Regions from separate parts of the Zea mays genome. Here regions 2 and 3 are each linked to region 1. A link is a contact called in public Hi-C data. All regions are on one chromosome and are shown on one strand. Each heading gives the region's core, a stretch centred on a gene start, on an enhancer-like site or on the middle of the called end of the contact. The rest is flanking DNA. Distances are from core to core; before and after follow the strand shown.

Region 1 (3,131 bases), core at 372-2,871:
TGTTATGTCGTGGACTTTAGACAAACATAAAGTTCCAACAAAGTACGTTAGACTTATTAAGGATATGTATGACTAGTGTTTGAACAAGTGATGGAGGCACGGATGACTTCTTGGCAATGTTATTAAAAGTCACTTAAGCACCTTTTAAGCACTAAAGCGCTACTGAGGACATAAAGCGTTGTGAAAGGGCCTCTAGCGTAATGGTAAAGGCTTCCGAGTAGCACCTCCAGGTCTCGAGTTCAATCCCCCTCGGGGGCGAATTTCGGGCTTGGTTAAAAAAAACTCGTTGTGCCCCGCCCGCTCTCGGGGATCAATATCCTGCGTGCCACCCTCCAGCTGGGCCATTGCAGAGTGGGCAATTGATCGGCCCGTTAGTGACGGGGGCCAGGGTTCAGGGGTTTTCTCGACCGGGACCATGTTTCGGTCTCTTCTTAATATAATGTCGAGAGGGAGGTCTTTCCCTCCCCAACCAAGTTTTTAGTACGTAAAGCACTGCAACGTTTCATGAAAAACATAAAACGCTCGTTTGAAGCGCTAAAGCGCCCCTTTTAAGCGTTTAAGCGCTTTGGGTCATAAAAAGGCCATGTTTTAGCGCTTTTCCAGCCCAGCCTAGCCCAATTTTGTAAATTCACTTAACCTAAAACATGCATCCTCCATCTCACGCCTCATGCCCGTAGCCTCCATGCGTTGCTCCAGCCAGCCGCCACAGTGCCTTCGTCGCCTCCCTAGGCTTTGTCGCCGGTAAGCCACCTTGCCTGAGCTCACCGCTTCCCCATCCTACTATCTTGCTCCCTCGCGGCGGCGTGACCCTTCGTTCTTGGCACCTCCTCCCCTGCTCGCGCTCGGTGCCACCACCTCCTTGCCATCCTCCCTGCGTAGTGGGCTCGCGGCCCCGAGTCCCCTGCTGCCCCGCAGCGGCGGCACTACCTCCCTGCTCGCGGTCGGCTCGCAGGACCCCTGCTTGTGCTCGGCGCCGCCAGTCTGCCCTACTCACACCGCCTGCTTCCCTGCTCTGCCAGCTCTGTCTGCCCTACTCGACACCGCCAGCTCCAATTGTATCCTACCCCCACCCCCCAGACACACAAAAAAATGGGGCACGTAATAAATCACAGAGGTAAACAAACAATTTGAACAAGACAAAATCGATTGTCTGCCGTAACGTGCACACTAGAACGACGCATCCATCGCAGCAGAGCAAGAGATACTGCCCCCGGCCCCTAACCTCCCGAATCCCTTTTCTGGAAACAAAAAAAGGGGGAGTGGGAGAGAGAACCGCATCACCCGGAGCCCCAACAGCTCCCGTGACAACGACGCCGTGAATGGGAGCGGAGGGAAGCACCCGGTGGCGACGACGGAACCCGTATCCCCAACCAGCGGCCCAACAGCCCGGTCACCCCCGCGCCTCCCCCAACCTCGGAGCCTCCACCCAGCGCGGCGGCCGTACCCGAATCCAACGAACCCTCGACGAATCGAGACGGGGCGGAGGAGGAAGAAAGGGAGGTGTGTGTGTGCGCAGGGGGGGGGGGGGAGAGAAGAAGAAAATCTCACCTTGCGTGCTCCGGCCTCGGCCACTGCAGCTGCCGCTCCGGTGTTACTGTTCTGACTGGCTCTGCGGTGCGGGGAGGGGGACGTGGGGGCGGTTTCAGGGCTTTGCTGCGTCCTGCGATGCCGCTGCGTGCGCCCGCATCGTCCTCGCAAACTGGGCCGGGCCGCGTGGCGTGCTGGCGCGAAGCAACGGGATCGGGGTTATCCTGCGGCACCTGGCTGGACCCGGCGCGTGGGGGCTCTATGCCACGTTTGTTTCGGCTTTTCGCACCTTCTAGCCACCAAAAGCTGATGCGGACTGCCAAATACTCAGCTTTTCAGACAGCTTCTATAAAATTCATTTGGGTAAAAACCATTCAAAATCAACATAAACATATAATCGGTTGAGTCGTCGCAATAGTAGTAATCTATCACTTTATAGATCCTGAGCCACATGGATAACTTTATCTTCATCCGCATGTAATTCTAATGATACTCAGATTCTCTATACAGCCAAATTCTCTCCACAGCTAAATTCTCAGAAAAGCTGGTCAGAAAAAAACTGAACCAAACAGGCCCTATATCTCGTGTGATCGCCCGGAGATATAGATTCCAGACCGAGATATAGATTCCAGACCGAGCTTGCCGGGCGGCCGAAACCCAACGCGGATTTGGTTCGGCACGAACCCGGCACGGCACGGAGTGAACCGGGTCCGTGTCGGCACAGGCCGATTTTATTTTTTTTTCTTTTTTTCATATAAATACATATATTATACTTGAATATAGAGTATAAAACACAAGAAACATGTGTCTTTGTTGGTTATGTGGGTGTAAATAAATGTTTAGAGCTAATAAATATGGTTTAAACCTTAAAAATGCATACTTTTAAGATATTTTTATCATTTAAACGTTACATATTGTTATGGGCTTGTTAGACCCGTCGGGTCATGGGCCGACCCGGCACGATTATTAACCTAGCGAGCCGTGCTTGGGCCTCGCTGGACCGTTTGTACACCGGGTGCGGGAAGCGGGTTGGAAGGCCATCTCCGCTGGTGCAGATAGAGTACACACTTTATAAATAAATCTTGAAATAAAATCTCTACTATGTAATAATAGTCTATCATTCCGTGTTCTGCCACCATTCCCTGTTTTGCAAATCTCATGCATTGTTTTGCCTTTCCGATTCCCTCCTCTCCGCGCACAGTCCATTCCCATGTTTTGCCACCATTCTATATCTATCATTCTCATTCGTCCTCCCCGCAAAGCCCATTCCCATTCTCATCCCCCCGTACAGCCGACGTCTAGCTAAAATTAAAAAAATCGACGTCTAGCTAAAATTAAAAAAATACACATGGCCCAAGGAGATTCGAACCCACGACCTCTCAAGCAAATGCTAACAGTAGATACCGCTACACCACATGTGTATTTATGTCTACATTTATAACAGAAAACACATTTACTATATCTCTCCCCAAGCTCACCTGCTACCCTTGCACAATGCGTAGTAGTAGATAAGTATCACCGACATTCTTGAATTATATTTTTGGATGGAGGGAGTAGTATTTAAAGAAAAGCCTTGCATGCAATTTCTTTTGTTTGAATAATGT
Region 2 (3,131 bases), core at 338-2,837, 450 kb after region 1:
GGCGACTTGTAATCATTGCAGCAGACTACCCAAAAAGGTTGCCGGGATAACGAAAAGGTCAGTAAGTGTGCTGTTTGGTAACAACTTCTGTTCTCGTAGCAACTTTTGGGCAAATATTGCATCAAGCAGAAACTAAAACAAAGTCAAGTAATCATATAGGCCCCACCAAGAAGCCATGCCGATGAAGCAAAGCCTATTGGGGGCTTGGGGCTATCCACCAGCACGCCATGGGGCACAGGAGTGGTGACCTGTCCAACATCATCAACCATGCACTTCCGAACCGCAGAGCTGGGAAGGAGCAGTGCAGACAGAGATGGAATGGCTATGGGGCAGCACAAGAAATGGATGGGATGTAGGAGTTGGCTACAGTGCAAAAATGCATCCCCTCAGTGCGCTTACAGAATATGAACCTCTGCTTCAATCTGGAGAAGCATTTCCCCTAGAAATCCAAAATGAGCTTGATGTTTGGAAAGTGAAGTAGCCTAAAAAACTGCACACGAGTTGTGTCAAACAGGGCCATAGTGTTACATGCAGTGTCATAGCTTGGAGCCAAAGATGGTAGGGGGGTTGCGTGCAGCAGTGATTTTAAAATGAATTAATCACTTCCAATAGGGTATTTTACGAGCATAAATTAGTGGTGTAGCTCAATATACTGCTACGTTTTCTATGGAGTTGCTCAAATGACAGGGGACATGGCCACTGCTATCTCTAAGGAAGCCCATCCATGGTTACACGGTAATGACACTAGAAAATTGCTAAAGTTCACTGAATTAAGGTAACTACTCATGCACTTCGCTTTTGGTACAAGCATTCAGAATGAGGTGTCATCTCAATTATCTTTCACAGAAGAATCGTCGCTAGATAGCTCACTCTTGCTGAGTTTCCCTTGCCCTTTTCACATAATTGTCTCTACGTTTTGGGACGAAATTGCACTTCTGATCGCTCAACAGCCCATTATCACTCATCAATAGGAATGCAAAAGAGGGCGGCGAGATCCAAGTAACTCACCAAGATCCCATACTTGGAACTTGATGTTGTTGTACTGCACCGTCTCAACGTTGAATCCAATTGCTGCAACACACGCGGGGCACCACATCAAATCCAACAACTTCAACCAGCAACAGGAATGACGACTCGGTAAATCAGAACTCACTCGGGATCGTGGAGACGACCTCTCCCATTTGCAGTCTATCTGTGAAACGAACCGAAACAACCCGGAAGGATCAGAATCGGGAACCCCCGCGGAACAGAACCGCGGATCTGCGGGTGACCTGTGGAGATTCGAGGAGGGAGAGGGGACGGAACGGGCGGGTGCGACTTACAGAGTATGGTGGTCTTGCCAGCATTGTCCAGGCCGAGGACGAGGATGCGAGCCTCGCGGTTACCGAAGACCGACGAGAAGAGCCGCGTAAACACGATGCCCATGGCGACGCTCGCGGCCTGGCACCCGCGGCGGCGCTAGGGTTTCGGAGCGCTGGGCACGGGGCCGAGAGAGATCTGTGATTTTGAGGGAAGAATGGAGGTAGATCTGGGGAAGGGAAGTAGAGAAGTGAGCTGGCGCGCGCGAGTACCGAAAGACGAGAACGACGGCTCCGCGACCGGGGCGGGGGCTGGGGAGAAAACCGGAAGGGCGATGGTACTTTGTTTTTGTTTTTTGGTTTTTTACTCTTTTGTTTATCGTTTTTCCTGTATACAAGGTGTTTAGTTTTTATGATAATTTTATACGACACTCTTGTATAGTCAGTTAATATAGATAATTATTATTATGATAATTTATAATTATTTTTTGTGTTCTAACAACAAGTTATTGATTATGTTTGTGACATGTTGGGGCCTTCGATTTCCGAAGGTCCTCAAAAACATGATTTAACAATGTTTCTGTAGTATATTACATGAACAGGTACCTTCGGACTTGGATCCTTTGAACTTGGATCAAAACCATAGTGTGAAGAAGTACAAGGAATATGAAGGATGGCGCAGAGCCGAAGCTATACGCAGGAGAGCTTCGACATGATAGAAGAAAAGGAAACCGGCTTAAAGATGAAAAGGCTATTTAGACCTCGATAGATTGCTATAGAGTTATTAGCAAATGTAATGGACATGGGTGTAATTTTACATGGGCTGCGTCTCGTGCCTATAAATAGATGAACAGTGCTCTCGTACTGTTCACGCTGACTTGACATTTGCTTTTGCGTCACGCTTGTACTTTTACCTTCTTTAAAGTCGAAGGTACATTTATAATTTGATATCATTTCTATTTTACATAGTAATAAAATAGAAATGAGCTGATAATAATACATAAGCGTTTGTGTTATCTTTATATTTCATTTGATTCCTTCTTCATTATTATATGTCATGTTTATGAAGGTATGTCTTTCATAACATTCGTCCTAAAATCATTATATCCCAAGGGAAATAATGCTTCGAAGGACGAAGGACTTTAATGTTTAACATTTTCTGTGTTGCCTTGTTCTTAACTCATAGCATTTAAGAACAAGTCCCCAACATTGGCGCCCACCTCCGGTGAATCCTTTTCAACCACATTCGGCAAGCATTGACATTCGTCATGCCACCGAAGAAAGCTTCAGCGACAGGGGCTGCTGCTCTGCAACCACTGGACCCAAACCAGGAGACCCTTTCTCTTCGAGAGGCCCGAAGCCAGAAGAGGAAGGCCACCAGTCCAACGCCCCAGGAGGATGAGTTAGACCAAGAGATCAGGAATATGGAGATGCTTCATCAGCAAGTGCAAAAGAAGAAGGAAAAAATGGCTCGGCTAGCTGACCTACAAAGGCAGATTAACGAAACTACTGAAGAAGTACGTCATCTTGCTCAAGATGAGCAAAACCGAAGGCCCCAGCATAGAGAGCTGCACCAAGAGGGCTTCTACAACGAGAATGAATGGTATGAAGATTTCCATCATGGAAATTTTGCTTTTGATGATGCTTCTCCTCTGTCAGCAGAACTGCAGGCTACACCTTGGCCCCCGTCTTACAAGCCACCACAGCTCCCCATGTATGACAGACACTCAGATCCGAAGCAGTTTCTGATGAGCTACGAAGCAACCATATCTTCATATGGTGGCAATACTGCAGTCATGGCGAAATCTTTCGTCATGGCGGTCAAGAATGTTG
Region 3 (3,131 bases), core at 241-2,740, 290 kb after region 1:
AAACTTTGTAAGGGCGAGAGGCTCCAACTTGTGGAGATTCCTCGCAAACGGGAAAAGACCTCAAAAGGAACAGACCGTGGTATTCAAGTCGATCATCAGATCACTTGAAAGGGGTTGAGTGCAACCCTCGTCCATTGGGACGCCACAACGTGGAAGTAGGCAAGTGTTACTTGGCCGAACCACGAGATAAAAATCGCGTGTCTCTTGTGTTGCTCTTCTGTGATTGTTTTAGTCGCAAGAGATCGCTTAATAACAACTTGATTAACTTGCACTAACTTTTATATAATCAAGTTTGTGGCTATTTAGTGTTTGATTTTACAGGATCACCTATTCACCCCCTCTAGGTACTCTCAGCTACGACCCAAGCACCGCAGGGCGCTCGTGCCGGGTTGGTTCAGGCACTATTAAATGGGTCGTGCCTAGGGCCGGCTCACCATACACGACCCAATTGGCCATCTATACCTCCGCACGATAACGATGGTCCTCGCCTCAGTTGCCACCACCTCGTTCGCCATTCTACTTTTTTTCTATCTCCCCTCATGCCTCCACCTTCGCGTCGCCCTATTCTCGATAGAGTGAGTAGGAGCAGGCGCCTCCTCCCCGTATTCGTTCGACACCGACTCGCGCAGTGGCTATTGCACGTCCACGACAACGTTTCACATCATGCACGCACCATCGTTTTCGCCGTCGTCGGACGTCCCATTCGTCTTCCCAGTCTTCGCCCTGTTCTTCCTCCCCAACTTGCTACCCCCGCCCACGGTCGCAGCCGCGAGCCGACCGATGCTCGTCGAAGCGAGTACAGGGCGAGTCGGTCATGCTCCTGGCCTTTCTCTGTGTGTGCCGTCGAGGAGGACATGGTGGCGCCTGCCACGCTTAGGTTATCTTGGCGATGATGAGTAAAGGTCTGAGATATTGGACAACCAAGGCCCGTAGCGTGGCAGCAGTCGACATATGCTACGGAGTTGGTGGTGGTGTTGTGTCGCTTCGGGGGTCCAGGGCTGGGAAGACACTCGCATTCTCTCGTCCTTCTCGGACTGACGTCTGGTGCGGGTGCCTCTCGGTTTGGAGCTGCTCCGGCTGGGCTTCTTTCTCCGCTTGCGTGCTTTCTCCCTATATATCTAGCGGTATACTACCTATGTCGCCTCCAGATGCTCAGGTCTTCGTCGTGTCCTTCTCCAGCAACGGACATGTATGCTCGTCTCTTCCTTTCCCCTCCTACTCTACGAAACCTTGGAAGTGGGGAAGGCGAGAGATGAGAGTCTCTGATTTGCTGCCTATGGTACCCGTGCGTTCATAAAAAATATTATATGAAGAGGGGAGACAATCAATAAAAAATCTTGAGATCTTTTTGGTGGATAATTTATATGTGTATTGTTGTGAGCCGTCGCAATATACTGGTAACCTATTAGTGTTGTAGTAGAGATAGAGATTTTTGGACGTCCATCCACTCAATCTCATCCCTCAAAATCCCCCACCAAATCTGAACCTCCAATTTTATTTTGGCCATGTCGTCGTCTTCGCCTTCCCTCCTCTCATCGCGGCTACTCTCCCCAGCCATCCTCTTCACAAAGAAGCCGGCTTCCCTGCGCTCCATTTCCTCTGCGACAGCGAGACACGGGGTTCGGGTGGTGGTAGCCGCGGCGTCAGCGGCCGCAGCGTCACCAGTGTCCGCGGCGCGGGTGCGACCGTCGGCGGCGGAGGTAGCGCGGACTGTCGTGGAGCTTGCCGCGTCCGGGACTCTCTCCATGGTGGGCCCAGACGGCTGGCCTCTCGGCGTCGGCGCGCACTTCGTCGCGGATTCTGCCGGTGCACCCGCGCTCTGCCTGTCTGCCGCTCGGGTCGCCGCGCCCGATGCGCCGGCCAGCTTCCACGTCGAGGTGAGGGGACGCTGACCGGCTCCTCATAAAGGTTGCGTTTTTAGGGGGATACAATCCTGTGCTAAGGCAGTGTCAAGCCCGGGAAAGATTCAGTTTTCCTTTTCATCTTCTGATCTGGCGTTCCGTATTGTGCTGACGATGTGAATTGCTCACGGATTCTAGAATTGGATGAAATAGCTTGCATTTCGGTATGCTAAAGGTTGCGTTTTTAGGGGGATACAATCCTGTGCTAAGGCAGTGTCAAGCCCGGGAAAGATTCAGTTTTCCTTTTCATCTTCTGATCTGGCGTTCCGTATTGTGCTGACGATGTGAATTGCTCACGGATTCTAGAATTGGATGAAATAGCTTGCATTTCGGTATGCAATCCACATCGATAGAAGCTTGCCTAACTATGTGATGTGGGATTGGGAATTCGATTTAAGTTCTTGACTGTTTTTGTAATTTTTTATGTTCTGGGAAATTACATAGTAAGGGTGTTAGGAAAAGCATGGAATTATTATTTACGAGTATAATACATTTCCGGTCCTTAAACTTGCCTACCTGTCGATCCACAAACTTTTAAAGTTTGTATCCTTAATCGTTGTTTGGGTCTAAGTTAGATCCAAATGGACCGTGGTTTCACCGTAGAGCCTAAGACTGACATATGTACCATATGTCAGTGTGACAAAGCGCCCCCTTCGCCTTCCTCCTGCCCGTGACTTCGAAGACACGCAGCCACCGCCGCACCGCGGTCGTGCACAAGCGGGCGTGCTGGCTGAGCTATAGGTGTACATTCGGGCCGCCTGGCCCGGCCCGGCTCAAGCCCGTATTGTTTGAATTTCGAGCCGGCCCGGCCTGACCCGTTTGAATTTCGGGTTGTGCCGGGCTGGCTTACAGGCCTAGCACACGACCCGTCACGTAATTGCTTAAACGTGTCGGGCTCATTTCGGGCGGCCCGAAATTATAAAAGCCCGAAATTCATTTTTTTGCCCGAAGTCCACATTAGGGCCTGAAATTCACATCAGGGCCCGGAATTCACATCAGAACCCTAAATTCAAAACAAATTTAATAAAACAAATAAAAGATAAGACAAATAAATTTTACCAAAAGAAAACTTAATATTTGTATTAAGTTACCAAAGCTATGCAATGACTACCTCGTTTACAAATCATTTTGTTAGAAGAAAAAAGAGTATAATCAGCTCTATACAAAGTTCGTAAGTTCGGTTCATTATCTTATGTTCATAACAAAAGTAAAATTACATCACATACTCTA

What was found. Hi-C and Micro-C count contacts between places; a contact is called where the count stands out from the background.
Region 2: a Hi-C map of endosperm shows a contact between it and region 1, with 3 times the contacts expected there. The contact joins the promoter of LOC100191298 here to the promoter of LOC100276330 in region 1. A contact is called at or near these places in 2 of 25 Hi-C or Micro-C datasets (ear and endosperm).
Region 3: a contact with region 1 is called in a Hi-C map of tassel, with 4 times the contacts expected there. The contact joins the promoter of LOC100278396 here to the promoter of LOC100276330 in region 1. A contact is called at or near these places in 3 of 25 Hi-C or Micro-C datasets (ear, leaf and tassel).

What each region holds. Positions count from the first base shown.
Region 1 is chr4:27,344,353-27,347,483 of Zm-B73-REFERENCE-NAM-5.0, forward strand. It overlaps LOC100276330, which reads right to left and starts at 1,622. Exons shown (of 9, transcript NM_001150144.2): 1 at 1,549-1,622.
Region 2 is chr4:27,796,757-27,799,887 of Zm-B73-REFERENCE-NAM-5.0, forward strand. LOC100191298 reads right to left here and starts at 1,588. Exons shown (of 8, transcript NM_001136732.2): 1 at 1,323-1,588; 2 at 1,154-1,192; 3 at 1,009-1,071. The coding sequence starts at 1,425.
Region 3 is chr4:27,639,292-27,642,422 of Zm-B73-REFERENCE-NAM-5.0, forward strand. It overlaps LOC100278396, which reads left to right and starts at 1,491. Exons shown (of 5, transcript NM_001151689.1): 1 at 1,491-1,877. The coding sequence starts at 1,506.